Linked DNA regions of Zea mays: regions 2, 3 and 4 are each linked to region 1. A link is a contact called in public Hi-C data. All regions are on one chromosome and are shown on one strand. Each heading gives the region's core, a stretch centred on a gene start, on an enhancer-like site or on the middle of the called end of the contact. The rest is flanking DNA. Distances are from core to core; before and after follow the strand shown.

Evidence for each region. Hi-C and Micro-C count contacts between places; a contact is called where the count stands out from the background.
Region 2: a Hi-C map of tassel shows a contact between it and region 1, with 2.7 times the contacts expected there. The contact joins the promoter of LOC100276687 here to the promoter of LOC103636848 in region 1. A contact is called at or near these places in 17 of 25 Hi-C or Micro-C datasets (bundle sheath, ear, endosperm and 6 more) and 2 of 3 datasets of contacts at active chromatin or transcription factors (leaf and seedling).
Region 3: a Hi-C map of bundle sheath shows a contact between it and region 1, with 3 times the contacts expected there. The contact joins the promoter of LOC542336 here to the promoter of LOC103636848 in region 1. A contact is called at or near these places in 2 of 25 Hi-C or Micro-C datasets (bundle sheath and ear).
Region 4: a contact with region 1 is called in a Hi-C map of tassel, with 2.6 times the contacts expected there. The contact joins the promoter of LOC100285619 here to the promoter of LOC103636848 in region 1. A contact is called at or near these places in 8 of 25 Hi-C or Micro-C datasets (bundle sheath, ear, endosperm and 3 more).

What each region holds. Positions count from the first base shown.
Region 1 is chr8:30,174,943-30,182,520 of Zm-B73-REFERENCE-NAM-5.0, reverse strand. It overlaps LOC103636848 (pentatricopeptide repeat-containing protein At5g66520), which reads left to right and starts at 5,024. Exons shown (of 5, transcript XM_035961651.1): 1 at 5,024-7,578. The coding sequence starts at 5,079. The coding sequence ends at 6,827.
Region 2 is chr8:30,410,380-30,417,957 of Zm-B73-REFERENCE-NAM-5.0, reverse strand. It overlaps LOC100276687, which reads left to right and starts at 4,012. Exons shown (of 2, transcript NM_001150414.2): 1 at 4,012-4,686. The coding sequence starts at 4,266. The coding sequence ends at 4,622. It overlaps LOC100272828, which reads right to left and starts at 3,800. Exons shown (of 2, transcript NM_001147281.1): 1 at 3,497-3,800; 2 at 1,673-2,208. The coding sequence starts at 3,749. The coding sequence ends at 2,021. LOC103635020 (probable metal-nicotianamine transporter YSL1) reads right to left here and starts at 1,402. Exons shown (of 2, transcript XM_035961653.1): 1 at 923-1,402; 2 at 1-816. The coding sequence starts at 638.
Region 3 is chr8:29,951,945-29,959,522 of Zm-B73-REFERENCE-NAM-5.0, reverse strand. It overlaps LOC542336 (cyclin 2), which reads left to right and starts at 4,658. Exons shown (of 11, transcript NM_001111917.2): 1 at 4,658-4,936; 2 at 5,546-5,936; 3 at 6,026-6,159; 4 at 6,557-6,649; 5 at 6,732-6,865; 6 at 6,959-7,034; 7 at 7,137-7,213; 8 at 7,295-7,328; 9 at 7,427-7,576. The coding sequence starts at 4,724.
Region 4 is chr8:30,007,787-30,015,364 of Zm-B73-REFERENCE-NAM-5.0, reverse strand. LOC100285619 (nucleic acid binding protein) reads right to left here and starts at 3,179. Exons shown (of 9, transcript NM_001158510.2): 1 at 3,030-3,179; 2 at 1,883-2,745; 3 at 1,293-1,730; 4 at 534-788; 5 at 176-409; 6 at 1-57. The coding sequence starts at 2,737. It overlaps LOC100279287, which reads left to right and starts at 4,533. Exons shown (of 2, transcript NM_001152308.2): 1 at 4,533-4,822; 2 at 5,532-7,578. The coding sequence starts at 5,540. The coding sequence ends at 7,375.

The sequences.
Region 1 (7,578 bases), core at 3,775-6,274:
TAAACACCCCCTAATATATACCTACTCCCGATTTAGAAACAATGTTAGTTTCCTAACCGGGACTCTATAGCCACTATCTCCACTAGCTAGCTCGTGCTACTAATTAACGTATGTTGTTAATCGCTATTCACTTATGCTTAGCTGGTTTTGTGATTTGCCACAGAATATAATCTTGCTCCGCTGTCGACAGCAGTTATAGGCTTGAATCCAAATTATTCGACTAGCTTCCTTCTTTAGATAAATGATTTCTATAGATCAAGACGTTTTTTTTAACGTACGATCAAGACGTTTTGGATAGGAGTATCCATTCGGTGTATGGTGGAAGTCTCTACAATTCTACAAAGACCAAAAAGAGCCCCACATGATGCCTTCTACGAAAAGGATATCGTCCCTCTTCATTCCAATCCACACCCAAATATAAACGGAAATAACGTATCATGTTTTATTCAAATAAAAGTTTGCAATATTTACCATTTCTTTTGCATGTTTACAATATATACGTCGGTCAAAACAATCATACATATCATAACATGAACATGTTGCAAGCATATGTGGTTAGATAAAAGAAGTTCAATGGCCAACGATCTATAATAAGATTATTTGATTGATTATATATAAAACTTTTCTATATATGTTATGTTGTTTTCCTCTTTCATTACATCATATACGTAATAAAAAAAGGTTTTTATACCTGACACAAACCATTTTATTTTAATTATCCAATAATCATCCTAAAAATATTCAGCGAAGTAATTTATACTTAAACTAGGCCTGGACAACACTACGTACAACCAAACTGAATTTTTTGTATTTTGGACTTTTTTCGAAAAAAATCACGTTTAGATTCTAGAAAAATTTAATGTCATTTTTATATTCTTTGCTCGGCGTCATAGCCTATGGCGCTGAGGTAACACAGTTCGACGTTATAGTCTATAACGCCGAGATACCTACTGTGCTGGCACAACCTGAATGTCGTGGTGCCGACGTGGCACCGAGCTCGGCGCCGGTTGTATAAAAAATTCGGTCGTCCTCCCCTGTATGCATGTGCCGTGTCTATTGTTCCGTGGGAAAAAAAACGTACGGTTGCTCTTTCTCACATCTCACACCTAAACAAATCCAATGTGGCATGATGAAAAATAGAAAAAAGAAAGAAATGTTGATGCGAAGGCTCGCCTGAGCCAGGAGTAGATCTTTTGGTGGCGAAATGAAAAGCAACCGGCAAAGGAGCCTCTGAGACCTCAAATCATAGTATGTACTGCCAGTACTGGCGTGGCGCCCTTTTTCTTCGCTGTAACACTGCCCTACTCGTCCCCTCCTATCATCAGCTGCGTGACAGCCAGCCAGCCCACAGGCCGTCTCGTCTCCGATCCACCACTCTCTCCGCTGGGCGGTGGGTGGCCGAGCAGCGAGCAAAAGGCCAGGCCAGGCGAGGACGGGACTTCCATTCCTGAAGCAAGGAAAGGACGACCCCGACACCTCCCGAGCGCTCTGTGCTTCTGTCTGCTCCACCTCTCCACTCCACCACTGACACCTCACCCATGGCCGCCGTTCGTGGTTTTTCAGTGGCTCAGTGCAAAATTTAATATAGATGCATCATCCACACACAAATATATATAATTATACGTATATTATTGAATATTTAACGTATAAAAATTATTATGTACTGTTTTAAAATTTATAAGATAACAAATATAAAATATAGCAAAAAACACTTACTTGTTATATGATATTATTAAAAATATCTTCTAACATTTTGTGATACAAAGTCATCGCTTATATCATCGAGATCAATCTCATCCAACAACTTTTTTTTCGATATACAGAATCCTAAAACCATTTAACCTCTCTTGAGTTATAGTTGATCATAAATAGTTCATAAAAAAATTTAATTTTAAAAAGTTTCTCTCTACCGAAGCAACCATCATATGTATAGTTTATAATACTCTCTCTATATCAAAATAAAGTTTGTTTTGCTTCTTTAGTGGATTTATCATCATCAATATAAACATAAAAATTAAGAGCTAAACCAAATACTATTTTGAAACGGATGGAGTATTCGATAAGTAATTGAGACATTAGTTTAACAATATAAACGAGATTAGTCGATAACTCGATAGCGCATCGCTTTTTGCGTATTCGTGTCTAGAATAGATAGGTTTAATAAAAAAATGCTAGCGTCAAGTGGCTAGAGGCCCTTTGTTTTTTGGGGCCCGGTGCGGCCGCACCCTCGGCACCCCCTCAGGGCCGGCCCTGACCTCACCTCACGCTGTCATGGAATGGAAGCAGAGCAGCGGAACGCACACCGGTAGCAAGCAGCAGACATGCATGCAGGGGAGGACGGCCGAATTTTTTATACAACCGAGCTCGGCGGCGTCGAGCTCGGTGCCACGGCGTCCAAGTTGTGCCAACGCAGCAGGTATCTCGGCACCATAGACTATGGCGCTGAGCTGTGTTACCTCAGCGCCATTAAATTTTTCTAGGATCCAAACATGCTTTTTTCCGAAAAAAGACTAAAATACAAAAATTCGGTTCAACCAAAAGCCAAGAACTGTCGTCACTTTGTGTTTTTTCTTGCATGCGGTACTTTTCTCTTCGCTAATATATGTTTGTTTATTGAAGGATTTTTTTTAAAAGGGTCAACATCGAGGAGGATCAAAGGATCCTCGCCTGAATATTCATTTTACATGCGGTAGGTAGCAGATGACATTGTGCAATTTCTAGATTAAAGTACAAAGATCACATGCATAATCTTGCAAAAGGCCAGTATCAGTAATAAGATGAAAAATTGGAGAATGTGTTTCAGTGCTGAAAAATTGGAGCCTGTTGGTGGCGGAAGTGTGGCGGCGGCACCGCGGCAGGCAATGCAACTCTGGGCCTACCTATGTCTGTGTTGAGTCTTAATGGGTTGGGCCGGTGGTCCGTAGAAATATCTTCACCTCTAGAGATAATAATAGATACCTGAAACCCGAAAATTCGACAGGTTTTATTCAATATATAGGTAGGTTGAAATGTTTTCTCTATCCGCGGGTATAATAGTGGACCAAAATCTCTATCCGTCGGGTAGACGAATATAGATATGAATGGGTACTACCATATCCATATACCCATGAGTAAATTATACATCCATCATAATATTATTATCAATAATGAGCATATCTTAGCTAAAGAAAATCCTTCTCTGAATATTATTTTTTAACTACTAAGTTATGTAATCACATGATTTCTATATTTTAAGGTGAACTTATATTTGTGTGTTTATTTGACATTTTAAGTGATAGAAATATTAGAATTTAAGACCTTTCTAGTGAGTACGGGTTACTCGACGGGTAAAATTATCCGCACAAGTACAAATATGGGTAAGATTTAATATCTACGAGCGTATTTGGGTAACCCAACAAATATAATTTTATTAATGGATATGAGTATGAAATGGTACTATCCGACAGATATATAGTCGTTACATCCCTATCCTATGCGTCTGAGTGGAAAATGGTACCACATAAATTATATGCACGAGGCATGCGGCACGTGTGGCCACCGCTGGCATGCGTCTGAGTCTGATCCGATCCTTCACACAAGACATAAACAACAACTAGCCAATTGCTCATATTTTAATACGGTTGTTATATATTATATAAATAGGTCTGTTAGTTAGCTCCAAATTTATGGAGCTGTGGGCGTAGGTTCGAGTGCTCTCTCTATACTTTTTTTTACAGTGTGGTAGCTGCGTGGGCGGGATCGGGTGCTGAGCAAACACAGTAACCGACTGCGCGAGCACTAGGGTCCACAGGGTAGTAGCTGAGAGAGTGTTGCGCGGATGTTCGGCGTGGGGCCCATAGGACACGACATCGAGGCGGGGCGCGTGGGGTCGGAGAGCCAGTCGGGACACGTGGAGCGGATCCAGTGTGTCAGCGCGGAGGGTGAAGTCGTAGTAGCACCAGATAACTACATTAGGTTCTTAATAGAGTAGTATAGAATGAGCTGCGCTTCCCTGCCCTATAGATGGCCAAATGTGCGTGCCAAAATGGGCTGACACTAAGCACGTCACGATCGTAGTGTTTCGGCACGACACGGGCACGAGCACGATTCATATAGTGCTAGTGCTGACGCGACACAGGTCTAGTACCGTGCTTGAACCGCCACTCCGACACGATAGACTGGCACGAGCACGACACGACACGATTAAGTGACCGACACAGTTAGACATTACTTAGACCAACCAATGATATATAAATATAATTGTGACATGTGCTTGTTATTGTAAATTATTCTTTGTGATGTTTTAAATATAATGAGTTCAGGAATAAATATTCAAGTTTTAAAATTATATATAATTTATATTTTTTGAGCTTTTAAAATAAAATAGTGTTTGAACTGATACAGACACTATTATATGTTAGTGTCGTACCAGTACGACATGATTATACATTATAGGTGTAGTAACTAGGCCGCTAGTGCCGCACGGGCGCACGGCAAGACACGGTTAGTAGTAGTTTGTAGTAGTGTGGTGCCGTGGTGGCTAAGAGCAACTTCAATAGTTGTGTAAATTTTAGCTCTCTAAATCACAGATTTAATAAGTTGCTAAATGGTTTTTGGAGTAAAAAAATGTGAGTTCTCCAATAGTTCTCTAAATATAGGTTGTAATTTTGTTTTGTATCTATCCACATAAAAAATAAGTTACAAAAACTATATAATGCAGTCTAACATTTTTATTTAGGGAGTTGATAAATGATTGCCAAATGTAGAGAGAAAATAAGGTTAGATGACAAGTTGTTAAATTTAGAAAGTTCGTTTAGAGAACAGTTGGAGAATAGATTTTATGTTAATTACCTAAATTATTGATTTAGGAAGTCTTTTAGAGAACTACTGGAGTTGCTCTAATAGTGCTATGCCGTGCCGGTGTTTGGCCTAATACACCCTGGCCACGCCGCTGTGGCCGGCCGCGCGCACCCGTCTCGACGTCTCGTCGCCTCCGCGGCTGCTGCACCACAGCCACAGCCCACAGGTGCCTGCCCATCTCCATCTCTTTTAACTTCCCCTCCCTCGCCCTCCTCGACTCCGCGGACACACGTCATTAGATGTTTGGTGTCGCGGGCTACGTGGACCTGCTGTCGCGATGCGGCGAAGCGCGGGCGATTGTGCGGATCCAGGCGGCGCTGCTTACGTCCGGGCAGCTCCCGCGGAGTGTGGAGCTCCACGACGCGCTCATCCGGGCCCTCTCCCGCTCCGCGCGCCCGCACCTCGCGCTTCCGCTCTACGCCCACCTCCTCCGCGCCGGCCTCCTTCCCACCCCGCACACCCTTCCTTCCCTCCTCAAGTCCATGGCGCTGTCCCCGGCAGTACCGGGCGCCGCGGTGCTGGCACTTACCGTGCACACCCACGCCGTCAAGCTCGGTCTGGACCGGTTCGTCCTCGTCAGCAACGCGCTTATCCGCGTGCACGCGGGCTTCCTCGGCAGCCTCGCCGACGGGCTTCTCCTCCTGCGGACGGCCGCTGCAGTGGATGCCTCGACGTTCAACACCCTCATCACCGCCTACGCGAGGGCGGGCCGGCTCGCTGACGCCCGGGCACTGTTTGACGAAATGCCTGCGAGGAATGCTGTGTCTTGGAGCGCCATGGTGAATGGGTATGTTCAGGCCGGTGATGGGAGGGAAGCACTGAGGATATTCGCGCGGATGCAGGCTGAGGATGTCCGCCCGGATGACACAGTGCTCGTGGGGGTGCTCGCAGCTTGTGCACAGCACGGGGCACTGGAGCAGGGGAAGTGGGTGCATGGTTACCTCAAGGCTCATGGCATTAAGATCAACCTGTTTTTTGGCACTGCTTTGGTTGATATGTATTCCAAGTGTGGTGAGGTGCAGCTCGCAATGGACGTTTTTGAAAGAATGCAGTACAAGAATGTGCTGGCTTGGACTACTATGATAAAAGGACTGGCAATGCACGGACGAGGTTCGGAGGCTGTAATGCTCTTCGCTCAGATGGAGAGCTCAGGTATCAGACCGGATGACATTGCCTTCATTGGTGTGTTGTGTGCGTGCACACATGCAGGGTTGGTTGACAAGGGCCGAGAGCTTTTCGATTCGATGGTGAGAAAGTATGGCATTAAACCAAAGATTGAGCACTACGGATGCATGGTAGACCTCCTGGCACGAAATGGCTTTCTTTATGAGGCCAAAGAGATGATTCAGAAAATGCCCATGGAACCCGATGCCTTGATCTGGGGAGCTCTGATGGCTGGTTGTAGATTTCACAAGAATGTGGAATTCGCCGAGTATGTTGCCAAGCATTGGATCTTGTTGGAACCTGACAAAAGTGGCGCTTATGTACTTCTATCTAACATTTATGCTGCATCAGGTAGGCATGCTTCTGCTAGGGAAATCAGGCACCTAATGCGTGAAAAGGGAGTTGACAAGACACCTGGTTGTAGCACTGTGGAGGTTAATGGAGTTATTCATCAATTCATTGTTGGAGATCTCTCTCATCCTCGCATAAAAGATATTTTGTCAAAATGGTATGAGATTGATACTAGAATTAGATTGGAGGAGGGTTACATCCCAGACATGAAGGAAGTTTTGCTTGACATCGAAGAAGAAGAGAAGGAGGGTGCTCTTAGTCGGCATAGTGAGAAGCTGGCAATTGCATTTGCTTTGATTAGTATAAGTGACAATATGCCTATTCGGATATTCAAGAACCTTAGAGTTTGCCATGATTGCCATCATGTTACCAAACTAATATCCAAAGTATATGGGAGAGAAATTGTTGTTAGAGATAGAACACGCTTCCATTTGTTCAAAGAAGGCACCTGTTCTTGCAAGGACTATTGGTAGCAGTTAACACCTTTATGCTCAAATCTCTACTGTATAAAGCACCAGTTTCCATGGTTCCACAGTCGTGGTTCCCTTTCCCCTCTCGCTTTATGCAAAATAAGATAAAATTTTGTCGAAGTGTTTTCCGTAGTGACTGATAAGCTAGCTGCAGATCCAGGTTTCCCGAAATCATGCAATTCTTCTCTACTTGTGATATATCCGGAATGTTTTCCGAAAATATACTGACGGGACAACCATTCGATTTATGCACCAGGTGTCACAGTTGGGTTTGAAACTTGTGTCACCAGTTCTTAGCTTATCAACCATTAGTCCACCACCTAGCTAACTTGTAAAATGGTGTTCTACGTTCATATTTTTCATTTTTTGCGTAGTGACTGATAAGCTAGCTGCAGATCCAGGTTTCCCGAAATCATGCAATTCTTCTCTACTTGTGATATATCCGGAATGTTTTCCGAAAATATACTGACGGGACAACCATTTGATTTATGCACCTGGTGTCACAGTTGGGTTTGAAACTTGTGTCACCAGTTCTTAGCTTATCAACCATTAGTCCACCACCTAGCTAACTGTAAAATGGTGTTCTACGTTCATATTTTTCATTTTTTGTTTTGGCATCTATGAGACTCTTGGAATCAGTTGTGGAACCTCTTCAGGGCTTGTTCATTTCACCGTTAATCCATGTGGATTGGGCGGTATTGAGTCGGTTTAAATCCATAGCAAGTCAAAATACATCTCAATTCATTCCAATACA
Region 2 (7,578 bases), core at 2,763-5,262, 240 kb before region 1:
CACACGGCCACGTGGTAGAACCTGATCTGCGGGAAGATGCCGGGGAGGAACACGGTGGCGATGCCTGCCAGGATCGCGTAGCCCGCGAGCGACACGTGGGTGGGCATCCCCTCGCTCTGGAAGTTGTGGATCCTGCGCCGGTCGTCGTACGACAGGGACTGCTGACCACCGTCATCTTCATCCTGCTGATGCTGACGGCGGTGATGGAAGCCCCGCGCTGCCCTGATGCTGACGGCAGCCAGCTGGAAGAGGCAGTCCCCGAGCACCAAGGAGATGCCCATGGGCACCTTGTACCCGTTCAGCCCTCTGAGGCTGGATGGCGAGGCGTCGGCGTCGTACCATTCCCCTCGCTTGCCCTGCAGGATGGGCCAGAGGATCGCGGAGGACACGACGGCGCCCAAGAGCAGCGAGAAGTTGACCATGGGAGGGCAGATCATGCCGATGCCCACGAGGCTTGGAGAGAAGTCGAAGTAGAAGCGCTTCTTGTAGGCCTCGAGGCCGAAGAGAGGGAAAGCCTGGAAGCCGCAGCCGTCGCCTCCCGTGTAGAACCACTGGAACACCGCCCAGCTGAAGCTCCCGCCTAGAGATCGCAGCAGAGTGGCTATCTGCAATCTTTTATTATTTATGTGGCTTGCCATTAGAAACTAATCTTGCATTGGTTATTGCTATTTGATTGAAAACTAAAGATGCTGCATTGCGTTTGCATGCGTGTGTTTACTTTGCTGTTGCTGCTCCCGCTGGCGTGTGGAAGCTGTTGACAAGCCCAGCTATGGCCGACCCCGATGGGAACAGCAGCTTGTAGTCCAGGATCATGACCTGCATTGCAATGCGTGTACATCAGCATCATCATTCTTCTTCTTATTCTCTAGCTTGTTGATGAATGGAATCAGATGAGACGACAGATGGTGACCACCCACCAGACCTTGGTCAAGGGGAGCGTGATGAACAAGCTGGTGAAGCCGGTGAGGAAGCTGAACGCCATCATCTTGCCGAGATGCAGCGTGTACACGTTGTTGCCCGTCCCCGGGGCCCCGGCCGATTTCGCCACGGGCGGCGACATGGCCGGCAGGAAGGACGTGAAGCCGCCGTAGAGCGACAGCGTGGCGCAGGCGATGACGCAGGTCTGCACCACCACGTTCTCCTGGCGGGTGAAGGGCTGGGTGGCCACGCCGCAGCGGCCCAGCAGCCGCGTCCACGAGCTGATCACGAAGAAGCTCACCAGGCTCGCCGACATGTTGAAGGACGGCACCAGGCCGATGGTCAGCCCCATCCTCATCGACATGAAGCTGAACACGGCGCCCACGAACACACTCGCCGTCACGGAACGCACCGTCACCTGCCGCCACCACGGCGCCGGCGACTGCCCAGCGAAGAGCGCCTCCACCGACGCCTCATCGTGTTCGTGCTCCTTGTCCCTGGCAGGCTCAGGCTCATCGGGCTCATGGTCATGCTCGCCGCCGCCCATGTCCCCTGATCCCCTCGCGTCGCCTGAGATGCTTGCGAGGCCTCTCCTCAAACCGGGGGCATGGCCTGGCCTCCGCCAACACAAGCACTGCTTTTTTTAGGATTCAGGGAACAGATTAGTGGACTGCCAACCACAGGGTCCTCCTTTCCTTTCTTGGCCAAACGACATTCCGTTTGTGATTGTTGATACCAAAAAACCAGTTTAAATCAGTACTAAATCACACCCCGTCGAAAGATATTAATTGCACACTTTTGGGGTAGCCACACAATTACAACAGACGCCAGTGTCCAGAGCACTGGGTACGCATTTCCTGCTTCAGATTTCTTGCATCAAAGCAACACGAGCAGTACAAAGATGGATAACAATCTCATAGATGCAAGGGCAATTCATCTTAATTTATCCAAAGTTCTAACACAGGCCATACAGCCTTGACCTTTATCTACCCCACCGTAGCAAATAAACTCGCTTCGCTTCAAGAGGCTTTATAATGTTCATTCATGGTACTTCCTTCTTATGGCACGAAATAAAGGGGGCAGAAACGCTTGGATTGGACAGTTACTCAGCCACATTAACCAATTCATACTCTATTAGAGACAGGTTGTTGTCTTCCTTCACCGTGAAACTGGCTGGCTCTACAGCCTCAATCCGCCCCCACTTGTCCACTGCAAGCCTCATTGATCCTTTGAACATGTCTATTTTGGCATTGCGCAAGATCACTGTCGCATTGGGCTTCAGCAAGTCAACTGCAAAGGAGAAGAGCACATCATAAGCCCAGGACAAATGCACAGTCAAAACAATCATCAACCATGACGTCCACATGACATCAAAGATAAAAAGAAGCCAAGAATAAATGGTTTCAAACGCCAGTTGTAACCATGAATGAGAGGCTGATAGCGCTGCATGTACTGTACACCCTCTGGGATGCAGTCATACAGTTAAAAAAATAAATAAGAGCAAAGACAAAATAATTGTCCTTAAAAAGATGCAAACCATGGAATCAAGCTAACAATGGCACATTCGAAAGCTTTGATGGCATTTGCTGAACTTCAGTTGAAGACAACACTCTCAAGGATATGGAATCAAGTAACGGCTGATACTTTGGACTCTCTGAGATGGCACATGGTCTGCTGATTGTACGCACTGTTGCATACATAAAAGAAGGTCGGCTGACCTCATTTCCGTTCAAAGTAGGAAGCAGATGTGCCGCCATAGTGTGTCAGTACATGAGATCCAAGTAACCTATATGAGCAGCTGGTGCACAGTTGTTTATTATGATCCATCATCTTAGCTCAATTTAAATGCATCGCATCGCATAAGAGGCCTAAAAGGTAAGGGCAATAAGTAACGGTTGATAGTTACTTTTGACCTCTTGTTATGTGGTCGGCTGATTGTACACACTGTCGCACATAAAGGAATGCCAACAAACATTTGTCGGAAGCTACACAGGCTCAGTTTCGCTACCGGCTATCTCATCCATAACTGAAACTAGGGGTATCTTTGGTTTGAGGAATGGCCTGGTCCAAAATCTTGTCAAATCCTTACTTTGTTTTGTTTTGGTCTGTGGAATATGAGTAGGTTCTCCACCAAGTCGTTCCTCACAAGCTACTAATTAGTACAAACATGAGAAATAAACTCATGATGCAGCACCTAACCTTGGGGATGAGCTTGTTCCAGAAATCAAACACACCATAAATAAATTCTTAACAAGACGAGGTCGTCTGAAGTACTTTTTTCCCCAGCCTTTTGGTTTTGTATATCATATAATCAGCAACAAAAATTTGCATTGGCAACTAGGATTGAAATGACGCGCTCATACATCTGACATCCCAGCGGCTACTGCGAAAACAATAACAATAACCAATTGACTAATAAGAGATAGAAGGCCGCAAACCTCATCTTCCTCCGCAGAATCGTTTTGCAGTCAGATCACAGTCGCAGGTAGAGAAATCTAGTCCTCCACAGCGGAGCAGAAAACGAACGATAGAGGGAAAGGGAAGGCAGAGCACGTAGGAGGGGAGGACAAACGTTCACCTTGGTCGTTGCGGGCGGTGAAGACGATGGCGCCGGTCTCGTCCCCGACGAGGCACTCGGCGATGCGCGGCGCGCGGGATGGGGCGGCGGCGGGTGCGCCTGGGCGCGCGCGCCCAGGCACGGGGGTGGCGCTGACGACCTTGACGGTGAGGGTGTGCCCGTTGGTGCCCGGCCTGAGCTGGTCGACCTTGGTGAAGACGGGCCTCCGGAGCGCCGGCTTGTCGCTGCCGCCCTGCGCCGCCGCTGTGGACATCGCCGGTGGTGTGGTGCGGGTGGAGGCGGCGAGGTTCTGCAATGCGGTGCGGAAACCCTAGTGGGTGCGGTGGTGGAGTATTTTGGGGTGGGAAACAGTGGAACAAGAGGACGAGAGAGTAGTTGGGCTGAGCCTGGATTGCCCCCAATGTCGTGGGCCGGGCCAATTTTGTTTCGTTTTCATTCGAAAACCCCCGGTTCGAGTTTAAGCTCTGCACCAATCAAATGATACAGACATTTGTATGAGCTCATCAGTCAGCCAGAGCGGGCGATGAGTGAGCCTCCATCCACTCACTCCCACGATGAGCAGAATAGTCAATAGTAGCAGGATGGCCGCCAGTCACGTGCGAGGCACGATGCCTGCAAAATCGCGACCGCGTCGTGTGGGGTCCCCACCCACTTCCGCTCTGCTCACGTGCCGTGCCCGTGTGCATCGGGGAAAAAACAGCAGCAGGGGCCGAATCGGAGCTCCGCCGCCGGCAGATCTGCGCCGGCCGGTCTGCTCCGCCCAGCGGACATGGACCGCGACGGCCGCCCGGGGTGGCTACCGTCGCTGGGCTTCGCCTTCCTCAGCTTCAACTGCGGGATGGCCGTCTACCGCTCCTGGGACGACCCCTACGCCGTCGCCTTCGTCCTCGCCGCGTACGCCGCCCTCGTCCTCCTCTTCCGCTGCCTCCACCTTCTGGAGCGCCGCCGGGACCAGCGCCTCAAGCTCGCCGTCTGGGGCCTCTCCACGCTCCTCACACTCATGTTCTCGTACAAGATCGCCGCCGTGATGCCGCCCTGGGCCCAGCTGCTCGTCTGGGGCATGGGGATCCTCACCGTCGTTGCGGGATTCTACGCCTTCTTCGTCGCCCGCCCGGAGGAGCCCTGACCCTTCGTTCGTCTCCATGCCGCCCCCCCCCCCCCCCCCCCCCCCCCCCCCCGACATCAACATGGTACGCGCCTGTTTTCTACCTATTATTTAGAGGCCTACGGTTTCCATTTATAAATATTATAAATATAGAGTATAAAACACAAAATACATGTATATTTTGTTGGCTAGATGAGTATAAATGCAGGTTTGGAGCCAACTATCATGGTTTGAATCCCAACACCTCCTTGCTCCAAACATTTGGGGGTGACCACCAAACCACACATAACTTAGTGTTTATAAATATCTCAATATCTACTGCTCTATTAAGAACCTAATGTGAGTACCTGGTGCTACCACATCTTCACCCTCCACGCTGACACTCTGGGCCCGCCCTACGTGCATGCCAGCTATTGCGCCTGCTCAGCACCCGACCCCACCCACGTAGCTACCACACAGCGCAAAAAAGTGCAGAGCGAGCACTCGAACCCACACCCTAGCTCCGGAAATTTGGGGCTAACCACCAGACCACACGTACCTTAGTGTTTAGAAATAAATAATAATTATATTTGAATAAATATCTTAATACATATTTATATGATATATAAAAGCCGTAGCAAAGCACATGCAACTGGCTAGTACAATTGATTTGTGTTAGTTTCCTTGATTACCCTTGATGATTAGTAGGCTGTCGCGAGAGAGAACAAATGTTGTATATTGCGTAGCCAGTAGCATGGTGGGTAATTTCGTGCAGTTCATGAGGAGATATAAAAACAATGTTTTTAAAGTACCATGTAAGGAGCTTCATGAATTTTATAAAACTGGTTTCTAGTTTCGTTTTTTAATGCTAGAGCTCGTGGAGCTAGACCTGTTTGGATGGAAGAAGTTAGAACGAAGTTGAAATTCTTGAAGTGAAGCTCTCCCAAACAGAGCCTAGTATAGAAGTAGCCCAGTGATATGCGGCTTCATTTCCATTCCATCATCGCTGACTTGGACATAGACAAACTTGTGTTGTTGTTGCTATCTCTTGGCCTGAAGCTAGCATCTTTGATTTGATTAGATCTCCGTACTAACCACCATGGACAGGTCCCCAACAATTATTAGGATCCGGATTTTGGAATTGTTGACTGGCTTGAGTTTGTAAGATTGTTGAATGCTTGATGTATTGCATAGGGGTGGTTACATATATATAGACTCACAGGAATATCCTAATGGGCCAGCAGCCCAACAGTGGTGCCCCCCCGACACAAAGAGAACACACACAGTCTAACGTCACCCTGTAGTCGCAACAGGGGCATCGCAACACGATGAGACTGGAGTAGAAGCCGAAGGTAGGAATCAACGGGTTGAAATCCCCCGCAGTCGCAACGTCGTGAGGTGCGAATGTTGCGACTGGAGTAGAGACCGGTGTGTACTCCAAGATGATAGCCCCTAGATGTCAAGGTAACCAAAGTCGAGGCGGCTGTGGTCAAGAGACACGTAGCAGTATCCTGTTCTTTGGGAGGGGTCGACGTTCGAGCGTCAACGATCGACGGGACAATGCAAAAGGGACAACAGTAGCACCGTGGACCTTCTTGCTTCTTTCCGTGTCCGGTCATCGAGGAGCCCCGCAAGGGAGGCCGACAGCAGCACACGCATCTGCGCCGGACAGAGTAGAAGGGGTAACGGCGGATCCGTCCGGAAAGGCCACGACAGTGACGGATCTAGCCAAGAAGACGGTGATCCGGCCAAAGGGACAACAGATCAAGCCGGGAAGGCCGCAACAACGTGGATCCAGCCAGGGAGACCGCGGCAGCGACAGAACCAACGATGGCAGCAATGAAGGGGGAGGGAGACGCGATGGGTCCAGCCGGGTAGGGGCCTGTGCCGAAATCAACCATACAGGGGGTGATGATGCCGATGACGGGAGAAGCTTGAAGGAGAGGCGCTGTTGGTCGAGGTGGTCGACACTAGGGAGAGCACGCCGACAGGGGAGGTCGCGACGTGCGCAACGGGAAAGGAGGCTACCAGAGAGGCCAGGGCCACCGCTGCAGGGGTGGCCAGGTGCTGCCACAGGGCAAGGGACGTGTTGGGTGCCTCGACGGGCTTAGATCAGGCCAAAGAAGGCGGGGAGCTAGAGGCAGAGGAGGGGCGGCATCGGCCGCCAGAGTAGTAGTAGTAGCAGATCCGGGGGGAGACGACTGTCAGCCATGAGTGTGGACGAGGCGGCGGCGACTCCGCGGGAGCGCAGGCCTGCACACGCGGTGGTTGTAGCTCGTGCCCGCACGCCTGCTCGTGCGGTTGCGGCCCACGCCCGCGTGCTCGCGGATTTGGTGACGTAGACGCAGGGGCGCGTGGATCTGGTAGTGGCGGCTTGGGAGGCGCCAGCCTATGAGGCCGGGGAAGAAGGCCGCGCCCGCGACCAGTGAGGCAGCTACGCGTGCGGTCAGGGAAGGTGAGGGGCTGGCCGACAGGGGCGGCCATGGCTGCGAAGGGGAGAAGGGCCACTGGCGCAAGCCTAGTGGTCACGAGCAGGTCGGCGACGACAGAGGGAGAGCCGGCGGGGAGGGGCCACCATGACGAGGCCGAGGAAGGGGAGGCCGCGCTTCCGGCACAGCAGAGGCAAGTGTGGGGCCTCGACCGCGTGTGGTGCCACGTCGTGGCGGGCCGCGGGCGTGTCGGCCTGGCGTGGGTGCGGGGCGGATCCGGCGACAGGTCAAGGTGGCCGGTGCGGCCCAGACGGCGGGTGCAGGGCGGATCCGGAGGCGTGACCCGGAGCAGAGGAGGCTTCGCCCCGCCGTCACCTCCGGCAGCGCACGGACGAGGGAGGCGTGACCCTGGTGGCTGTTCTCCTGCTGAGGTGAAAAAGGGTGGCGGCTAGAAAAACCTAATCTGATACCATGTAAGATTGTGGAATGCTTGATGTATTGTATAGGGGTGGTTACATATATATACACTCACAGGAAACCCTAACGTGTCCCTTGCATAAATAATGTTC
Region 3 (7,578 bases), core at 3,409-5,908, 220 kb after region 1:
CTAGCCGTTGGCTGCACACCGTTGGCACACAATTGGCTCACCGGTGGCACACAGTTGGCTCACCGTTGGCACACTGTTGGTGCACCGGACTGTCCGGTGTGTCAGAACTAGCCGTTGGCTGCACACCGTTAGCACACAGTTGGCTCACCGGTGGCACACAGTTGGCGCACCGTTGGCACACAGTTGGCGCACCGTTGGCTGACAGGACTGTCCGGTGTGCCACCCTTGCAGCAGCGTGCTTTTCAACGGCTAGTTGAGTTGGGGCCTATATATACTTCACCCAATCAGCCATTTGAAGGTGTGGGAGCCCAAGCAACATACCAAGGCATATTGTAGACATTTCCAAGTGCTCAAACACCCAAGTGCTTAATAGAATCACTCAGTGATTAGCGTAGGTGCTTTGCGAAGTGCTTAGGTTAGTTAGACCGCATTAGCGCTTGCTCTAGGTGAATCCTAGTTAGTTGAGTGAGTTTAGACAAACCACACAACCCCTCGGCTCTTGTGCGGGCCGTTGTAATTGTATCGAGTGGGGCGAGAGTCTTGCGAGACCGTGACAACCATGTTTGTGTCACGGCCGCCACCGTGTACCGGAGGGAACGAGGCCCGCGGCGTTTCGGCCGAAAGCTCGATAGTGGAGACGGCGGGGAGCGTCCGAGAGGAGCCAGAAGCGGAGCACCACTTGTGCGTGGAGAAGGCCCATGGCTCTCTATGGAGTTACTCGACCGAGGTGCTTGGCCCTCACGTGGGCTTCCCTTTGCGTAGGGGCACCAACGAGGATTAGTAAGGACCTTGCGCGGTTCCGGATACCTCGGTAAAAATACCGGCGTCATCCACGAGAGTTTGCTTCTCTACTTTGCTCTTTAAGTTTCCGCATTTATATTAAGCATTTAAGTTTCAATCTTGTATTCATGCTTATATAGTGTAGGTTGAAACTTAGACATTGCGGTAGAGATAGCAACACTTAGACAAAACCTAGTTTGCACATTCTAGTTTGATTATTGGCATATGATTTGCTCTAGGGATTTAATTGTGGCCTAGTTTAGTAAAAGTTTTAGAAGTCCTAATTCACCCCCCTCTTAGGCGTCACCCGTTTCCTACACTCACAAACAACAATAACAACATCAAAGCCTTTAGCCTGGTACAAGCTAGAGTTGAAATCTAACAGAAATCATAAGTCAAGGTTTATGTACATGAATAATAGTTTTTCATGCACTCTTATTCAATGATAATTTTTTTGATATATCACATCATTTTAAGTCTCTTTTCTATCACTTCCTATGTTATCTTCACTCTTTTTCTGCCTATTTTCTATTACTATCACGCTTTAGGATCCCACTACACACTGGTGCTTCTGAATGTCTCTATTAGACATGTTCGGACCACCTTAGCGGTGCTGGACAAGGTTTTCTTCAATTGATGCTAGTTTATCATGGATATCATTATTTCAAACTCGATCTATTCTTGCATGGCCACAAATCAAATGTAACATACACAAAATTTGGTAATACTTATCTATTGAGCATATTCCGGACTCAATCCATTCTTACACACCAATAAATCCAATGCAACATATATATTTTTATTACTTATCTGTTGGACATGTTATTTTTATAGTCCAATATTTTGCACCATACACCATAGCTAGAGGTGGTAATGGATCATGATACAAATGCTTCTTCACAATTTTTAGGGCCCTAAATTATTTCTAGTTCAAAAATCAATAGAAATAGGGCCCGATCCTAATCTGATCTGATCCTTAAATTTTATAGTGTAAAATTTAGAGCATATTGTCACTCCTAACCATAGCATGTTTAATCGCTGTTAAAACTTTCCTTTTTAACTTCTGAGGTACCCTTTTGTCATATAGAACGTAAGATGTTTTGCGCCAATTTATCCACCTTGCTTTAGTCACATTTCTATATATTAAACCAGGGACCATAGCTGGCAAGTTAGCGTAGCCACGTCGTCCCAAAATCCTTCGTCGTCCGATTGTTCACTGTAGAAAAGATCTTGCCGTCCATCTACCTTCAACTGTGCCACCTAATAAAATAAAATATACTACATCCATGGACGGCCGGACGGCACCGCGACGCTTCGCGTGTCTTTGGCAGCAACGCGAACTTTCTTCTGCTAGCCGCGCGTTCACGCAAGGGGAAAGTGAGAGGGAGAAGTCAGGCACGAAGACCTCTCCGGACGACTACGACGACCGTCCTAGGCGCATTCATTTCCGACTCTTTCTTCCTTCGACTTGAACTGGTACCCGTTCGAAATCCTACTTCTCAAGGTACTGTTTATTTCTCCATCCTTTTTCTAACTTCGATATAATCGTTCAGCCACAACGATTGCCCCTCCTTCCAGTTTATTCTCTTCGCTATCGATTTTCCTTTTCAAGTTATGATGTGCATGACGTGTTATTCTTTTTCTAATTAAGTTGTTTACCATTATAATGTGTTTAGGCCAAATAACTGGTCAATGTAGAACCCTAACTTATGTTATTTGCCCACATTATCTTACATAAAGTGTAATATTGTTATTTTGGGACAGTTTATGCCCAAATGCTCTGTATTTAGTGTGTCTGTTTTGTACCATTCCATTATTCTTATTTTTTACCGTTTCTACAGCGTGTGAGGCTTTAGTTCAACTTGCATTCCATTTTATTAGGAAATCTGCCAATTTGAACACAAGTCTTTTCCAATCTGAGAAGGCCGCTACTTTGTCAAGGTGATGCATAAATTTGTTTTAGTTCTATTTTTCCCGTCTTTCGTATCTATGCTTTTAACTTGCTATATGTGTGATGTGTCCTCTGTTGTGTTTGTTGTACCTACATAGATTTTTTGGAGCATCTAATGACTTACTTCACAAACTCCACCAATTTTTTTGGAGCTAGAACTATCCCAAACAGAACGACCTTAGATTTCACTAATTGTACCTACATAGATTTTTTGGAGTATCTAATGACTTACTTCACAAACTCCACCAATTTTTTTGGAGCTAGAACTATCCCAAACAGAACGACCTTAGATTTCACTAACTGTTACACATGACCTATGCATATCATCAAAACACCCATGCTAAGTGCTTACTTCTCTGAGGAATATATGGCTGCGCTTGAAGGTATGTGAACCAACAGTAGTTTCAAATTACAGACACTATTTATCTACTTTAATAACACCACTAAAAATATTGTTCATACAAAATTCTTTATGTTAAACCATGGACCGTATGCTTATGATTTGCCATCTATGATTTAAATACGTTTTCCTTTATACCATCAATGAATTGGTGCCCTGCTATGTATCAACTAATATCATAAATATTTATTCTACCTCTATTGTTGACTCAAGAAGCTCAGTTCCGGTTACAATCCGGACCACGACAGTGCTAACAAAACACCATGAACAGTCCATTCGAAAAAACTAGAGGAAGAACTTCAGAGCACCTTTTGTTACTATGCAGTGAGAATAACCTACTTATATGTAAATATATGGCAACATGGTGTTTTCCATACAAATATTATGCTAAACTTACATGTTCCTCTTAATCCTAGCTACATTGGATCATCTTTTGTTAATTGTTACTACGCGACTATGCACCCTGTTATGAAATTAGCTATTATAAATTCTCAAATGGTGCAACACTACGATAACATCGTGGCCTGCTATAGTCTATGCTATGTTGGCTGTAAATTGTATAGACTATCTTTATCTACATATTTTTTTTGTCTTAAATACTACTCCATCCGTTTTTTTATTTGTCGTCGATTAATTCAAAGCTGAACTAACAGGCGATAAGTATTCAAGAGCAGAGATAGTATTTAGTTATATGTGCGCGCTAGCACGCGCAATTTAATAGTGGCTAATATGTTCATCCATATTCCCATCTTTTTGTAGTATTGATGCTAAATATCGAAAGATATCTTTCCTATATATTATTTAACCTTCTAACCTAACATCTTCTTCTACTGTGTAGTAGTACTAAAGTCATATCTTGTATATTTGGTTTTAGTTATACTTAGTCTAAAATTTTTAAACTATAGAGTCCATAGTTTAAGTTTTTTATTTAACTATGTTTGACTTTCATCGACCAACACTCTGGTATCCATAAAAAGTACTACATCCGTTTTTAAATATATACCATCGTCGATTTTTTTAACTTTGACTACTCGCCTTATTCAGAAAAATGTGAATTATTATTTATTTTATTATGATTTATTTTATCGCTTAATGTTGTTTGAGCATGACTTTGAAATGTTATTTTAAATAAGACGTGTGGCTAAAGTTTTTTTAAAAAAGTCAACGGCATTATATATTTAAGAACGGAGGAAGTATACATCAAGAGTTATTTCTCATATGTTAGTCGTTTATTTATTTAAGATATAAGATGACGATTGTGGATTGGAATAAAAAAAAGAGAAAAAGAAAGATGGGCAACGGCACTAGAAAGCCAACTTCATCCGCTCCACTCCAATACGGTTGTAGGGTTCGCATGAACTGCCTGTCTCAACGGCCTACTCACCACACTGGTGGGCGGCGGCGGCACAGCACAAACGGCAAACGATTCGAAAGTTGAGGGGTCCTTTCCTAAAAATCCACTCCCTCTCTTCTCTTGTCGCCCTCTTTTTCTTGTGCTCTGCTCGTCTGGTCGGGAAGGAGCCCAAGCCTTCCGCTTCCTCACCCCGCTAGTCCCATACCCTAGCCAGGGGGGGATCGCACCTCTTCCGACGATGTCGACCCACGCCGCCTCCCGCCGCTCCTCCTCCTCGTCCGCGGTCGCCAAGCGCCCCGCGATAGCGGAGGGAGCTACCAAGGCGGCGGGACCGGGCCCCACCGCCGCGCAGGCGAAGAAGCGCACCGCGCTCGTCAACATCACCAACGTCGCCGCTCCGGGGGCGAGGGTCGCCGCCGTTGGGAAGGTCGCGCCACCGGTCACCGGCGCGGTACGTGCGGCTCTGCCCGTCAGGGATCGTTTTGTTGTGCAGTTGGGGGAGTTACTTTCATGGGGGGGGGGGGGGGGGGGGGGGGGGGGGGGGGGGGGGGCGGAAGCCTTGCGCTGCGCCTTCGTTTTCTCCGACCCACGGTTCTTGTTCCTCAGAGTCAGCGGCACTGTTGTATCAATGCTTTCGATTTTCTTCATCTCGATTTCCAAATGCTGTTTACGGTTTCCTAACCCTTCCCTGCGGGGTCCGGGAAACCTTTTGTTTTCTTCTGACATTCGCCATTTCTTCCTCTGGTGCTATAAATGCTACCGCAGTGCTGCACCCCATGAACTTGTTACAACTTTTTTTTATTGGTTGACGGTTTTGAAATCTTGGATTCTGCTCACCATGGTCAAAGCCCCAGACCACCTTCGTACAAAAGAAAGCCCCCCTTGGTCTTCGCAACGTGACAATCTTTCTGTCTTTGTTTGCTCTAGAATCTCATCCAGAAGTTTGAAATAACTTGTCTATAGTGTCGCCACTGTTTCTTTGCAGTACCTGATTAGTGGAGGTTCCAGGCAGAGGTTTGAAATAACTTGTCCCTTTTGTTCAAATTCAAATCTCATGCAGAAGTTGAATCCAGCTACCTCAGGTGCACCCTTAAAGAAGCCATCTTTGGCAAATGCTCGCACCATCCGGGGTTCTGCTGCGAAGTCGGCTTCCATCAAGCCAGCTCCACCAGTATCACGCCATGACAGCAGCTCAGAGCAGAAGCATAATGTTCTTGTGCCTACCACTGTCCATGTGCCAAGTCGTGCTCCTGCCTTGGTACCCTACAGCAGTTTCGTGTCTCCTGGACGTTCAAGAGATTCAGTTTCTACTGATGAGACGATGTCGACTTGTGACTCCATGAAAAGCCCGGACTTCGAGTACATAGACAATGGGGGTTGCTCGATGCTGGCTTCGTTGCAGCGACGGGCGGATGAACATCTGCGTACATCAGAGGACAGAGACGTTGAAGGTCTGCTGAGATTCAGATTTCCATTTTTAAGTATGTTTTTGTCAATTTTCTTGTTGATTCAGCCGCGTGTGGCCTGTTTTCTTTTGCAGAAAATAAGTGGAAGAAAAATGGCCCTGCCCCAATGGAAATCGACAGCATCTGTGAAGTTGACAGTAACCTCGAGGATCCACAGTTGTGCGCCGCTCTGGCTTCTGACATCTACATGCATCTGCGAGAAGCTGAGGTAACACATTCTTTCCTGAACCCTGGTGCCAAAATGGTTTCCCTCAAGCACTGAACATAAGAAATCTTGGCTTGACTGCAAAATATCTACATTGACGCCACTAAATAAGCTAGGTTGTAGTATACTTACAACTTACTTTAAGCGTGTTTGATCATTTTATAACTGCAGTTTACCAGTGTGGGAACACTTCCTGATTGTGTTTTTTTTTTCAAAAAAAGAACACTTTCTGATTCTTTTATGTGAAGTTTCATTGTTGGTGCATTAATGAAGCTCGATTTGATCAAATTCTTTTCGGAGAAAAATTGAGCTACACTTCATCTGTACATACGTTGAAGCGTCTTAGCAAGCTCTGCTTCTTCCTTGTTTGTCACTAATAGTGTGCTTTGCTTTCTGGCAGATGAAGAAAAGACCATCGACTGATTTCATGAAGACGATTCAAAAGGATGTCAACCCTAGCATGAGGGCAATTTTGATAGACTGGCTCGTGGAAGTAAGTTTTTCCTGCTAAGCATAAGAAAAGCCTAGAGAATAATCTTGTCAACTTATATTCATGATGGGTTTTCCTCGTGCAGGTTGCTGAAGAATATCGTCTTGCTCCTGATACCTTGTACCTGACAGTCAACTACATCGACCGTTATCTTTCTGGCAACGAGATCAATCGCCAAAGGCTGCAATTACTTGGTGTTGCTTGCATGCTTATAGCGGCGTAAGATTCTGTTTCTCCTCCCCTTTATTTCTTTCAGTTATCATTAGGCTGTTGGCATGCTAGATTTTGACGTGTTGGTAACTTCAAATCCAGAAAATACGAGGAGATATGTGCACCCCAGGTTGAAGAATTCTGCTACATAACAGACAATACATACTTCAGAGACGAGGTTTGTTTTGTGTGTGTGTTTAAAAAAAGATACAGTAGACATTATCTGATATTCTCTTGTTTGTCACTCACGGTCACTAATAAATAACCTGTACGTTCAAAGGTTCTAGAAATGGAAGCTTCTGTGCTGAACTACTTGAAGTTTGAAATGACAGCGCCTACGGCAAAGTGTTTCTTGAGGTGCTTTTCTGTTCTGCCTCATTGTAGTAGAGTTTATGGACCAATCCAACTTCTGCCACTAACTCTTGTTGCTTACAATAGGAGATTTGCTCGTTCTGCACAGGCGTGTGATGAGGTACTGCTGCCATACACTCCAGGAAGGAAGGAAGGAATTACATGTATATGTGGCAGGCAGGGATTCGCTGATAATGCCACTACTCTTTCTTTGTACAGGATCCTGCTCTGCATCTGGAGTTCCTGGCCAATTACATCGCTGAGCTATCCCTGCTGGAGTACAGTCTTCTGTCTTACCCTCCATCACTAATCGCTGCCTCAGCTATTTTCTTGGCGAGATTTGTACTCCAGCCAACGAAGTATCCTTGGGT
Region 4 (7,578 bases), core at 1,930-4,429, 170 kb after region 1:
ATGCCCTGCTCCAGGGATATCGGATATTGACACTGGATCGCTGAGATCCCGCATGCCCTGCAAAGATTGAGCCACAAAGTTTGCATCAGAATAAGAATACTAAGGAGCGTGGAAGTGTATAGGACGATGCATCATGCCACAAGCTCAAGCAGTAGTGATCGGTTTGGTTTGGTACCTTCACTGTCCAAGGAGCAGCAATCCCATCCAATGGTCGTCCCATGAAATCTTTATGAAACAGGGATGATGATTCATGGTTTCCCGAAAATGGACCAAACTGGGGATCTAACAAACCAAAAGGTGGCCGCATATTAGGCCCCACTGCAGGCATTCTGTCCCGGAAAAGATGGTTACGAAGCCTAGCTGTAACCTGCATTAGAGCTTCTTGAATAGCTTCACAACTTCCGTTTATCTAAAAACAGCAATTCGCAGATAGTAAGCCAAAAATAACTAGAAGTGAAGTAGGTAAAGGTATGAATACTTTCTTTCAACAGTTTGACAATTCTCCGATACAATACAACAACAAAAAAACAGACCTGGATAACTTCATCATGCTCTGGGACACCCCTTGGAATCTTGTCTTTGCTCAACACTACTATAAATGCTCCTGACAGCTTCCTCATTTCAGCTATGATACTACCACCCTTGCCGAGAACACAACCAACTTGGTTTCCAGAAACGATCAGCCTACACGTTGCAGGACCTTCCTTCTTATCAGAGCTAGGTAACATAATTTTACGCTGCACATGCAGAATGGCATTCTGTGCAGGGGAGATTCCATCACTCGGATGCTACAAAACAGATGCCAAGGCAAATAGATACATCAGTCATCACTGACTAGTCTCCTTGTAAACTTCATATGACAATTAAACACTAAGAGTTAAGTCCATGGAAATCTTATAAATTCTTTTTAAGTCATTAGAATTGCAAAAAAAAAAGAGCCACCAAATGTATTAATACCTCTGAGGAGTCAAAATAAAAACAAAACAATAATTTAACCAAACAAGAAAGAATTGCAAAAAATGTATTGCCATTCCTATTAATGGTATCGCATACAGTGGTGCCAATAGGGAAAATTGTAAATAGAGCACACAAAAATGTATCAGCATTGCACCGACACTAAATGGATCCATAAAATTTACAACTATAGAAATAAAGAATGGAGTCTGGCAAAATAAATCGCATATCTCAGCCAAATGCCGTTTTGCCCAGTAAGCAGATGGAAAATGCATTAAATACAAACAGATGAAAATCAGACACAATCATTTGCAACAAGAGATAGTGAAAGTGGTTACCGCAGGTCCAGATATACTTATGATGCGATCATCTGTTTTTGGAACAGTGTCAAGAACTTTAATTTCACAGCCTGTATCATTTTGAATGGTTTTAACAATATTTCCACCCTTGCCTATTATACTGCCAACCTTGTCTTGTGGACACAGCATCCTAAAGGAGAGGGATTCTATAGCCACTGAGGCATGACCATGTATTGGAGGTTGAAGATCAACTATATCAAAAGGTCCATTGGCTTGGGATGGCGGGCCTTGCAAAGGTATATGGAAGTTAGATTGCATTCCAGAGGGAAGACCATCAGGCTGGCTGAACAAAGAACGTGACGATGATCCAGAAGAATGAACATCAGCAACTGCATCAGTTTCCTTGGGTGGATGAGCTAAGAGCACTTCAGATACAGCATTGAGACCTTTCCTTACTGAGTCAATCTCTCCAGTGATCTGGGTGGATGATATATCAACAAATACCAAGAGCAAAAGTAAGTGTTTTTACAATAAAAACTGAGACCTTACAGCATAATCAAAGCAAAAGAAGGTTACAAGATACAACCATATGGAAAATGACAGTGAAATCCAGTGCTGAAAAATTATACCTGGCAAAGTTTGTCATTCAACAGAGCACATGACGGAAGGTTGTCTTTCAAAACACGGATTTCACAGCCGTTATCTGCTGCCATTTGCTTAACCACACTACCGCCCTTCCCCAGGAGCCAACCTGCTTGGCTGTATAGCACCAACATTCGCAACGAAACAGGAGCGCTTGCAGCAGATGCGTTCCCAGTTTCATTATTACCTTCAGTTGCAAAAATCCTATCGAATACAAGTGAAACGGCCTTCAGTGCCAACGGTATTACCCTCTCTGGTTCTAACTTTGTAACTTTCGCAACCAAGGGATCATCCTTTTCTCCCTTATTGTGTTCTTTCTCTGAATCATTCTTTTCTTCCGTACCATGGTCTTTCTCGAAACCATCTATTTCTTCCTTACCACTTCCTTTCTCTGAATCATCATTCTGCTCGTTGCAGTTGTTCTCCTCTGGATCAACGTTTTGCTCCTTGCTGTTGTTATCTTTATCCTTCTCATGGTCACCACCAGTAGAAGCAGCAGCACCTCCGTCATTCTCTCCGCCTTGCTCGCTGCCAGCTTCTTCATCCTTGTTGGCAGCAGTTATGAAGATGACTCTCTCGTCACAGCCGGGGGCTGCCCTATCAACCCTGATTCTCATCCTGGTTTCTTGACGTATCTTTGCAATAATGGCACCTCCTTTGCCAATCACATTACCAGATTTTGAAGCCGGGCAGAGAATACGGAAAATGGGAACACCAGGCTCGATTTTGAACTGAGATTTATGTGGAGAAGGGTGCTTCGTCTTCTGCCACTTGCCCCGGCCATCGTAGTCTGAAGATCTTCTCTGAAAAGGCCTCTTGGAAGGTGTCATGCGTGAAGCCATGCCTTCTCCTAGTCCACAAACAAGCAGAGAGCAACAATGTTAGTGTAAAGGAGGTACAACGGCCAGCTGGGCGACAACCGATATTTTTGCAAAAAAACAAAAAAAAAACAAAAGGAGTTTGCAGGAATACATATGTATACACTTGGGATTGGGTAAGATCAGATTCGAATACAGATAGCTAGGGTTTGGGTGCTCGTGTTCGCACAGCAGGAAGGACGGGATACAAGGCTAGGGTTAGGGTTTGGGTGCTCGGTTTCGCACACGAGAAATGAAAGACAAGGGGTGCGCATACCTGGTGGGTGCTCGCCGCCTACGAAGGTCACGAAGATGGAGGTCTGGCGGCGGCCGCCCTTTCGTCGGCAGCAGACACAGGAAAAGAGAGCGCACGCGAGGGCTCCCGAGGACTAAACTTGATTCGGGCCCCGGCCCACTGCTCTCTTTCACTATTAAGACCTGATATTTATATTTTGTATGCCCTTAAACCCCTCGCACAATATCATACGACTCTTGCAATTTGAGAGCTATACAATATGAACATTTTCCCCTGAGCATCTAAAACCATTTAAGTGTTTAAAACTCCGAAAGAAATTTTTACTTCAACGATAAGACCTTAAATAATACTTCTTCCGTTTTTGTCGTGTTTTAGTTTATAAATAAATTAGTCGACGATAAATATTCAAGAACCGATGTAGTATTATTTAGAAAATAAATTTTATTATTAGAAAAATAAATAGTTATAGATTAAGAGGAAATAAGGATAAGACTTCAACAAACGGGTACTATATTTAGCAACTGAGAGACCGAGCTCTATAATCGTTTGATGAATTTGTATAAATAAAACCAATATTCGAGAGTGATTTATGGTACAGAGCCCTATATTTTAAAACACAACCTTGTTTAGGGCTCTTCTTGTAGATGCTTTTAAAGCGGTAGGTAGACTTCAAATTGAGCATGCACCATGTTGCGTGGCGGACGTAAGTGTGTGTTTAAGCTAACATAATACCTTGTCCTAAAATATAATCTATTTTATACTAAATATATATTCATTAAATATGTCTATATTCATTCATTTGAATTCAAGATAACTATATTTTAAGATAGAAGAAGTACAAATATAACTCACTAACCAATTCCATATATCTTAATATATAGGTACCCTACATTGTTCCATAAGCAAATGGCTACTTTTGCTTGCTTATAAAATACCACGCTTTTAATTTAGCCAGGAAATAGCTTAACAAACACAGGGCCGTCTTACCGCAAGCATATAGGTGAGGGCGTATTAATTAATTATATGTTTTTTTCTTTCGATAAAACGTGTCAACGTTTTTTCCTTAAATATAGTTCACGTTTCCCACCACCTCGTCTTGTTCGTTGTGCACGCGGCGTGGGCCAAGACGTTGCTGACCATCCGGGACCACCAGAGTCCGGGCCCCGCACGTCGGAGGCGCGCGTAGGCGGCGGGAGCCTGTGCGCCTCGGGCGGGCGCACGGGTCACGTGGCGTCACGAGGCCCCCCTGACCTGACCTGAATGGCTTCTTCTCTTCTCCCTCCCGGCAGGCCGCCGTAGCACACGTGGCCTACACGCGCTGCAGTGCAGCCTCTGCCTGGCTGGCTCGCTCCGTTTCCGCCTAAAGCTCGAGCCGAGCCGATGAATGGCGGAAGCAAGAGGAGAGGAGTGAACAGTGAAGAAGCGAAGCCGAGCGGGTGGACCGGTGACGAACTGCCGGCTGTCGGCTGGGCTCGGATCCGGTAGAAAAGGGCGTGCCCTTCCTCCTCCGCCCATCCATTTTCTCGCAAGGCAAAGGCAGCCGCAGCCCCGCAGCAGCAGCACCAGCAGCGGCACGGCCCCGAGGTCGGGTCGTCTCCCCACACCCGAAATCCCCTCGCGCACCACACAAAATCCTCCAGCCACCTCCCCACCCCACCGCCGGCGCTCTGCTCGCCGGACCTTCGCACGCGGCCGGAGACACAGAAAGAAAGAGAGATCCGGGCCCCGCCGGCTCCGATATCCGCCCCTCCCCTGCCCGCCGCCGCTGGATTCCGCGCCCTCCTCCTCGATCCTACCGCAGGGCCCTCACTCTGGTGACCACGCCTCTTCTCTTTTCCTTCCCTTCCATTTAATTTCGTCGCCGCACCTCCGTCCACTGCATGTTCGCCACTACACTACTACTAGCCCGCCGGACGATACCCGGATGCTCCTGTCTCGTGTCCGGAATGCGATGGTGATTGGTCGCTGTGCTGCTGGGTTCGGTTGATGCGCCCCGAGGCGGCCAGGCCAGTGACCGAGTGGTTTGGGCTGTTTGGCTGCGGATGCTTTAGGGGCTTGATTGGGCTGGAATATGATGGCCGTGATCGGAATCAGTCTACGATTATCTCTCTCCGTGCCATTGGCATCGATACAGCCCCCTTCTGATTGGGATTGCTACAATTCGACCATGCACATGCACTCGCCTTCACATGCTAATTACATAATTACCAACATCCCATTTTTACGTAGTCTTCCAATGTAACTTGCACTCAAAGCTGCTGGCTAGTGGCTCGTCGAATCATCAACCGCCTGCGCTTGGGAGGGGGTACTGACGCTCAAATTTGCCCGCGTACTTCTTCTTACCGCTTTGGATGCAGTGCAGTACACTTATGTAGCTAGATTAGGTGGTGCATGTTTACTGATTCTTTTATTATATTCACAAATACGATCAAATCTATTGTCTTTATTTGCCCAAAACTTGATATTCCATTGTTTGCTTTTCTCAGCTCCCTTGTGACTTCAGCTCTGTCCCTTTTCGAGTAGTAGGTATCATGGTCATGAAGATGGAGCACGAGGACAATGGTGCCATCGGAGGAACTGATGGCACGTGGACAGAGGACGACCGAGCTCTCGGCGCTGCTGTGCTTGGAGCAGATGCCTTTGCATATCTAACAAAAGGAGGTGGTGCCATATCCGAGGGCCTTGTTGCCACATCTTTGCCGGGTGACTTGCAGAACAAACTCCAGGAGCTTGTTGAATCCGAGAGCCCCGGTACCAGTTGGAACTATGCTATCTTCTGGCAGCTCTCACGCACAAAGTCTGGTGATCTCGTCCTTGGATGGGGGGATGGCTGCTGCCGTGAACCCCGCGATGGAGAGCTGGGAGCTGCTGCTTCTGCAGGCAGCGAAGATAGCAAGCAGAGGATGCGCAAACGTGCGCTGCAGCGGTTGCACATCGCATTCGGAGTTGCTGACGAGGAGGATTATTCCCCTGGTATTGATCAGGTCACAGATACTGAGATGTTCTTCCTGGCATCTATGTACTTTGCGTTTCCCCGTCACGCTGGTGGCCCTGGCCAAGCATTTGCAGCAGGCATCCCCATCTGGGTTCCCAATAGTGAGCGCAAGGTTGTACCAGCCAACTACTGTTACCGTGGGTTCCTTGCAAATGCGGCAGGATTTAGGACTATTGTTTTGGTGCCATTTGAGAGTGGCGTCCTTGAACTGGGCTCAACGCAGCACATAGCTGAGAGTTCTGGTACTGTCCAGACAGTAAGGTCTGTATTTGCAGGAACAAGTGGTAATAAGTCTGCAGTGCAGAGACACGAGGCTGAAAGGTCACCCGGTTTGGCGAAGATCTTTGGGAAGGATTTGAACCTTGGCCGGCCTTCAGTCGGGCTGGCGGTCGGTGTATCTAATTCTAAGGTGGATGAGAGGACATGGGAGCAGAGGAGTGCTGTTGGTGGGACCTCATTGCTACCGAGTGTCCAGAAAGGTTTGCAGAATTTCAGTTGGAGTCAGGCTCGTGGGCTGAATTCCCATCAGCAGAAGTTTGGCAACGGTGTGTTGATTGTGAGCAATAATGAGGGTGCACACCGCAACAACGGAGCAGTGGACAGCCCTAGCGCAGCGCAGTTTCAGCTTCAAAAGGCGCCTCAGCTTCAGAAACTGTCGGTTGTTCAGAAAACGCCTCAGCTAGTGAACCAGCAGCCAATGCAGGCACAGGTACCTAGGCAAATTGACTTCAGCGCCGGGAGCAGTTCCAAGCCTGGTGTGTTGGTTACAAGGGCAGGTGTCCTGGATGGTGAGAGTGCAGAGGTGGATGGCTTGTGCAAAGAGGAAGGGCCACCACCTGTTATGGAGGACCGACGGCCAAGGAAGAGGGGAAGAAAACCAGCAAATGGGAGGGAAGAACCACTTAACCACGTCGAGGCGGAGCGCCAGAGGAGGGAGAAGCTCAACCAGCGGTTCTATGCGCTTAGAGCTGTTGTGCCAAACATATCGAAAATGGACAAGGCGTCCCTGCTGGGCGATGCGATAACGTACATCACTGACCTCCAGAAGAAGCTCAAAGAGATGGAGACGGAGAGGGAAAGGCTGTTGGAGTCGGGTATGGTGGACCCAAGGGAGCGGGCGCCTAGGCCAGAGGTGGACATCCAGGTGGTGCAGGACGAGGTTCTTGTTCGTGTGATGTCTCCAATGGAGAACCATCCAGTCAAGAAGGTCTTCCAAGCGTTCGAAGAGGCAGAGGTCCGTGTAGGCGAGTCAAAGGTGACGAGCAATAACAACGGGACGGCGGTGCATTCTTTCATCATCAAGTGTCCTGGCACTGAGCAGCAAACGAGGGAGAAGGTGATAGCGGCAATGTCTCGCGCGATGAGCAGTTGAGCATAGCAGCTGTAGGATCAGACTGGCACGGTAGAAGGTGGCCGGTTTATCCAGGTTGCGAACAAGAGGCGGCGGCGGCGGCTGAAGCAGCCCGTCGATTGTTGATAGGAGAGTTGTAGGTGGAGAGAAGCAAGATAAGATTCTTCTGACTTAAGCAATGCAGCAGCAACCAAAAAAAAAGAATTGGGGCTCTAGTTAAGCAG